Linked DNA regions of Oryctolagus cuniculus: region 2 is linked to region 1. A link is a contact called in public Hi-C data. All regions are on one chromosome and are shown on one strand. Each heading gives the region's core, a stretch centred on a gene start, on an enhancer-like site or on the middle of the called end of the contact. The rest is flanking DNA. Distances are from core to core; before and after follow the strand shown. Region 1 overlaps CREM (cAMP responsive element modulator). Region 2 holds the start of LOC138844906.

Region 1 (2,700 bases), core at 116-2,615:
GAGGGGCAACCGGGACAGAATCCGGCGCCCCGACCGGGACTAGAACCTGGTGTGCCAGCGCCGCAAGGCGGAGGATTAGCCTAGTGAGCCGCGGCGCCGGCCTCTGCGTGGTTTCTGGCAGTCACACGCGTGCAGTGTTGAGTGCTTAGACATCCTGGAGGAAGTGCAGCAGTGGAGGGGGCGCAGCCTGGCCACGCCTGCCGGGAGCCTCAGGAGCAGGCCGGCTTGGGGAGGGGGGCGAGAAGCCCCTGCCCCTGCGTGTGGTTTCTGAGCTCCCGCCACAGTGGACGTAGGGAGGTGACGCAGGAAGTCAGGAAGACCATGTGAGAATGCTTTTATTCAAGTAACGCGCTCAGCGGCACAGGTATCTTCATAAGCCAAAAAGCAGTCAAAGCACTGAGTCACCGCTTGCGGGGTGCTGAGGATGGCTCTACTTCGGGAGCACGGGGATGGTCCTTCAGCCGGAGCTGGTGCCTCTTGGCCTCCTAGTCTGGCGCGTGGGGTTTTGTAGGGCCAGTCTGACAAGCGTGCATTTTGAGATCATCTGTGATTCTCCACCTTCAAGGTTTTAAGTGACGGTACACTTTGAAAAGGGACACCTTACGTTATCACTCAGTAACTTGTTCTCTCCAGGGGTAGAACTGTACTCTAGAGTTTAGGGGTTTTTAGTAGGCTGATTTTTGTACAATAAGGAATAAGCGGTGTGCGGGAAGGGAGGCCCCGGGGACGATGTGTTTGTGGGTGTTCGGTGCCTGCTAACGAAGCCCGATGTAAGCTTGGTTTGGAACGCTGTCTTTCAGCACTTGAGGAAGGGGAGAGGAGGGGAGCTGACAGGTGCCAGGCACTGTCTAGACACTGACACACAGCACAGGGTTTGTTGTGAGTACCAAATGAGATAATGTATCCCCGTTTTTCAGATGAGGAGACTGAACTTGTCCCAAGTCACATGGCTGGTAAGTGGCGGAGCTGGACTAGAACCCAGGCTCCAAATCCCATGCTTTTCTGCTGTGCCGTGTTTAACGCTTGCCAAGAGAGGTATGACGTTCATAACCAGAATGGAGGGTTCCAGGAATCTCCTTCCACAACATGGTTCACACTAAGCCTAAGTAACTTTTTCGTGTTCTGATTAGAACTTGCCACGGGAGACATGTGCATGCACAGTGCACCCGGGGGCGGGTGGACACGCGGAGCCTTCTGTTAGGAAAAGACCCTGCGGGAACACACGAGTCTGGAAGCTTCATCCAAGCGTCCCGGATGACCGAGCTGGGGCGAAACCTTGGGGAGTTCAGGTTTTGCCTCGTGGCGCTCACATCACCTCATGCAGCGCCTGCTACACACCCAGCACTGTGCCAGACCCTGGAGGCATCCAGGGGGCATCCAGGGCACAGGGGCCGCATCCCCGGCTGGCCTTAGAGCTTGTGCTGGCCCGAGAACAAAACTGGTGTGTCAACAGCTTCTTCTCACGTCTCCCTTCAGTCGGGAACTTTTAAGCCCCCATTGATGAAAACAAAAATGAAACTTTAGGATTAAAAAACAAAACTCGGAAACCCTGAGCAGTTGGATGGGACAGGGGTTGGCTTTTATGAGGGGACAGGGAGAAGCGTGGCTCTCTGATCCTGGGTTCATCCTCTTGGAAACTGAACCTAAGATAAGCGCTTTTTAAAATAACTCATTTTAAAAATAAAACTTTTTGACATTTAGACTTCCTCCAAACCAGAGATTCTCACTGCCCATATCTTTTTAGTGTACTTAATCACAAGATTATATTTGAGTATTTGGAAGTTCTCCAGTGCCCATGAGAAGTACACAGACTCCTTGGGACAGAAACTCCTACTACTTCCTACTAACTTACACCAATTCTTACTTCTGGCTTGAAATCATGAGCTGTAATCTTTGATTTTTATAGAAGGAAATCAAGCGAATATATATCTGAAAAATTATAACAAAGCCCAGTTTGTCACCTAACGTCTCCTAACTAATACAGCCAAAACCACCACCCTGTGCAAGTCCCTGTAGGGTGACGACTTTCTGAGCGACTGCTCTCGCGTGGCCATCAATCGGCCTTTTGGCCAGATGGCTCCTGCCCCGGCACCTGGGCTTTTGGAACCAGGCAGAATGTTCTGTCGAGCCGTTTCTGGTAAAGACAAAACCAGTGGGTGAACTTCACTTTTCGTCCGTGAAGTGTTCCCAGCGCCCCCTTTCTCCCCTTTCCAACAACGGATGCCCTCAGCCTGGCCTTGGCCTGTCTCGCAGGCGTTCTGCTCTGACTGGCGGGTGCAGCGCCTCTGCACCTCTCTGTCCGCGTCCCTGCACTTCCCGCAAATGTCGGCACGGGCGCGCCCACTGCTCAGGCGTCACTGGCCATTGTTCCCGTTTTAGAAAGCCAGCGGCCCCCAGTGCCGCCCTTGTTGCAGCCCCCTGGACGTGGGTGAGGAGAGGCGGGGAGGCGGGCCCTCTGCCTGGTTTCCTGTGACGGTGGCGTGCTTGAGACTCTAAATATAGTCTCAGTTCCCTCACAGCTGGTTTTCTTCTTCAGCGCTGCCACACTACAGCGCGCAGTGAGACATGCGTGCAGACCGCACTTCAAAAAGTTACCAAAACAAATGCACTCTTTCTCTGTTTTTTGCTGGGGACCTTTAATCACTCTGTATCAACATTGTTTTAAAAATGACACACAGAGGAAGAGGCAGGCAGCCCTAT
Region 2 (2,700 bases), core at 101-2,600, 61 kb before region 1:
CCATTGAATTGTTGGATTGTCCCGCCGCACTCCCGCTGGCGACCGGCAGGGGGCGGAGTTCGAGGCTGGGTCTCGGCCGGGCGTCCCCCGGGCGGCGGTCGCGGAGTGGGGGAGGGGGCGCGGTGCCGCCGGCCGCGGCGCTACTTGTGGTTGGTGTCGGAGGGGAGGCGGCGGCGGCCGCCTCGGCGCTGACGTGGGGGCGCCTCGCGTCCGCAGCCAGTGACGAGTCCGCTACGTAAACGCCGTCGCGGCGGGTAAGTGGCGCGCCGGGCGGGCCCGAGACCCAGAGCCGGCGCCGCGGCGCAGGGGGCGGAGGCGGAGGCGGGGCGGGCCGGGGTCAGGGCGCCCGGCCGAGGCCCCCCGGGGGTCCCCTCGGAGCCGCGCGGACCCCGCCGCCCACGCCCAACCGCCGCGGCGCTGAGGCGGTCGCGGCCGGCGGGAGACGCCCGCGGCTCGGAGGGGACCCCGGCGGGGCGGCTCCGTCCCCACAGCCGCCGCCGGTCGCGCCGGGCCGCCCGGCGAGGGTCGGAGTTGGGGTCCGCGGAGGTGGGGGTCGGACTTGGGGTCCGCGGAGGCGGGATCGGACTTGAGGTCCGCCGGGGCAGGGGTCGGACGCGGGGTCCGCGGAGGCGGGGTCGGACTTGGGGTCCGCCGGGGCCGGGGGTCGGACTTGGGGTCCGCCGGGGCCGGGGGTCGGACGCGGGGTCCGCCGGGGCGGGGTCGGACGCGGGGTCCGCAGAGGCGGGGTCGGACTTGAGGTCCGCCGGGGCGGGGGTCGGACTTGGGGTCCGCCGGGGCGGGGTCGGACGCGGGGTCCGCAGAGGCGGGGTCGGACTTGAGGTCCGCCGGGGCGGGATCGGACGCGGGGTCCACCGGGGCGGGGGTCGGACGCGGGGTCCTCGGGGGCGGGGGTCGGAGGAGGGGTCCGTGGAGGCGGGATCGGACTTGGGGTACGCCGGGCGAGGGTCGGATGCGGGGTCCGGAGAAGTGGGGGTCGGACGCGGGGTCCGGAGAGGTGGGGGTCGGACGCAGGGTCCGCGGAGACGGGATCGGACTTGGGGTCCGCCGGGGCGGGATCGGACGCGGGGTCCGCAGAGGCGGGGTCGGACGCGGGGTCCGCCGGGCAAGGGTTAGACGAGGGGTCCGCAGAGGCGGGATCGGAAGCGGGGTCCACCAGGGCGGGGGTCGGACGAGGGGTCCGCAGTGGCGGGATCGGACTTGGGGTCCGCCGGGCGAGGGTCGGACGCGGGGTCCGGAGAGGTGGGGATCGGACGCAGGGTCCGCGGAGACGGGATCGGACTTGAGGTCCGCCGGGGCGGGGGTCGGACGCGCCTGCACCCCCGGCTCCATCCTCCGGGGGAGCGAGCTGCTTTTCCCCTAGAGGAAGGAACGCGCGTGGCACAGCGGTGCGTGAAGCCCCTGGCGGCCCGGGAGTGGCTCGGAGCCGGGCGCATGGACGCGTGGGCCGCCGACACGGGCGCTTCTCTGTCCGTTTTTCGTGTTGCCCCGAAAGTGAGCGCGGGTTCCCCGCTGATGGACTGAACCTGCTCCGGCTCCTCTGTGGGGACCAAGTGGCCTGCGCTCGGGGCCACTGCGGCCGCTTGGTGGACAGCACGGAGCGCGTCCCGCGGTGAGCACCGGGGCGGGGTCCTGCACGGACGCGCGGCCAGCTCGCCAGTGTCCCGGCGCCGCCCCGAGGAGCTGCGGGTTCGGAGCCCTTGCTGTCCCGGGCCGCGGCCCGCATTCGTCCCTAAGGAGAAGCCTGGGATGCCTGACTCGGTGAAGCGCCCTGAACTGATGGGTTCCGCTTGTAAGAGGCAGCTTTGTGAGTCACAAATCAGCGGTGCAAAAGCGCATCTCCGAGAACACACGTGGTCCTTACGCGCGTAGAGACGAACGTTTCGTGATTCCTTGTGGAGGACACGGGAGGGATTGAAAGTGGAAACCGCAGTAGATGAGCTCACGGCATCTCTGACGCCTGAGAAAGCAAACAGGAAAACCCAAGGCTCGCGTTCCTGTCCTCATGACAATAAGTCTTACGGCGTAATTCAGCTGTAGCATTCACAGGGAAAGGTGAGCCCACGGCCGGCTTTCCTGGGCGCGTCTGCGAGACGTATGTGAAACTGCTTTTGTAAGCAGAGGAACTGTACAAGCTATGAGTTATTCGGGAGTTTTGCTTAAATAACTGTCTCATTGGAGAGTAGAGGTGTTTGCCTCTAAGAGAGCTTTAGAAGCTCTTTTTTTTTTTTTTTTTTTTAGATTTATTTATTTATGTGAAAGAATTAAAGAGAGAGATCTTCCATTTGCGGGGCCCCAGGTGACCACACCGGGAGCCAGGAGCTTCATCTGGGTCCCACGTGGGTGCAGGGGCCCAAGCACTGGGGTCAGGGGAGCTGGATTGGAAGGGATTCAGCTGGAACTCGAACCGGTGTCTGCCCAGTGTAGACGTGGGCTGACCCACTGCTGCAGGCCTGGTCCTGAAGCCCCCTCCTGTGAAGGTTTCTGAAACCCCTCCCCTCTCCCCAGCTGGGGAGCATCATCGGGCACGTTCTCTCCAACTGGTGCGCACATGGGTGCCGGCGCTGTAGGCGGCAGCTGTACCCGCTAGGCCACAGCTCAGCCCTGGGGCGTGTTCTCTCAACGGTAGTACAGCCAGGCCAACTACATGGCAAGGCTCTGGGAAACTTTAAGAGTGGTGCT

The links. A called contact is a pair of places that touch in the nucleus more often than the background predicts.
Region 2: a contact with region 1 is called in a Hi-C map of liver, with 11 times the contacts expected there. The contact joins the promoter of LOC138844906 here to the enhancer-like site in region 1. A contact is called at or near these places in 5 of 6 Hi-C or Micro-C datasets (ear pinna, liver, psoas muscle and 2 more).

What each region holds. Positions count from the first base shown.
Region 1 is chr13:107,333,301-107,336,000 of mOryCun1.1, reverse strand. All of the region lies in intron 2 of CREM (cAMP responsive element modulator), which reads left to right. Among named protein-coding and RNA genes, the nearest start is that of CCNY, 19 kb to the right of the region's middle. Within about 2 kb of position 1,365, at least 3 of the 8 cell types and tissues checked have an H3K27ac peak or open chromatin away from gene starts, as enhancers often do.
Region 2 is chr13:107,394,341-107,397,040 of mOryCun1.1, reverse strand. It overlaps LOC138844906, which reads right to left and starts at 1,350. Exons shown (of 1, transcript XM_070054995.1): 1 at 232-1,350. The coding sequence starts at 1,350. The coding sequence ends at 232. CREM (cAMP responsive element modulator) reads left to right here and starts at 116. Exons shown (of 4, transcript XM_070056173.1): 1 at 116-254.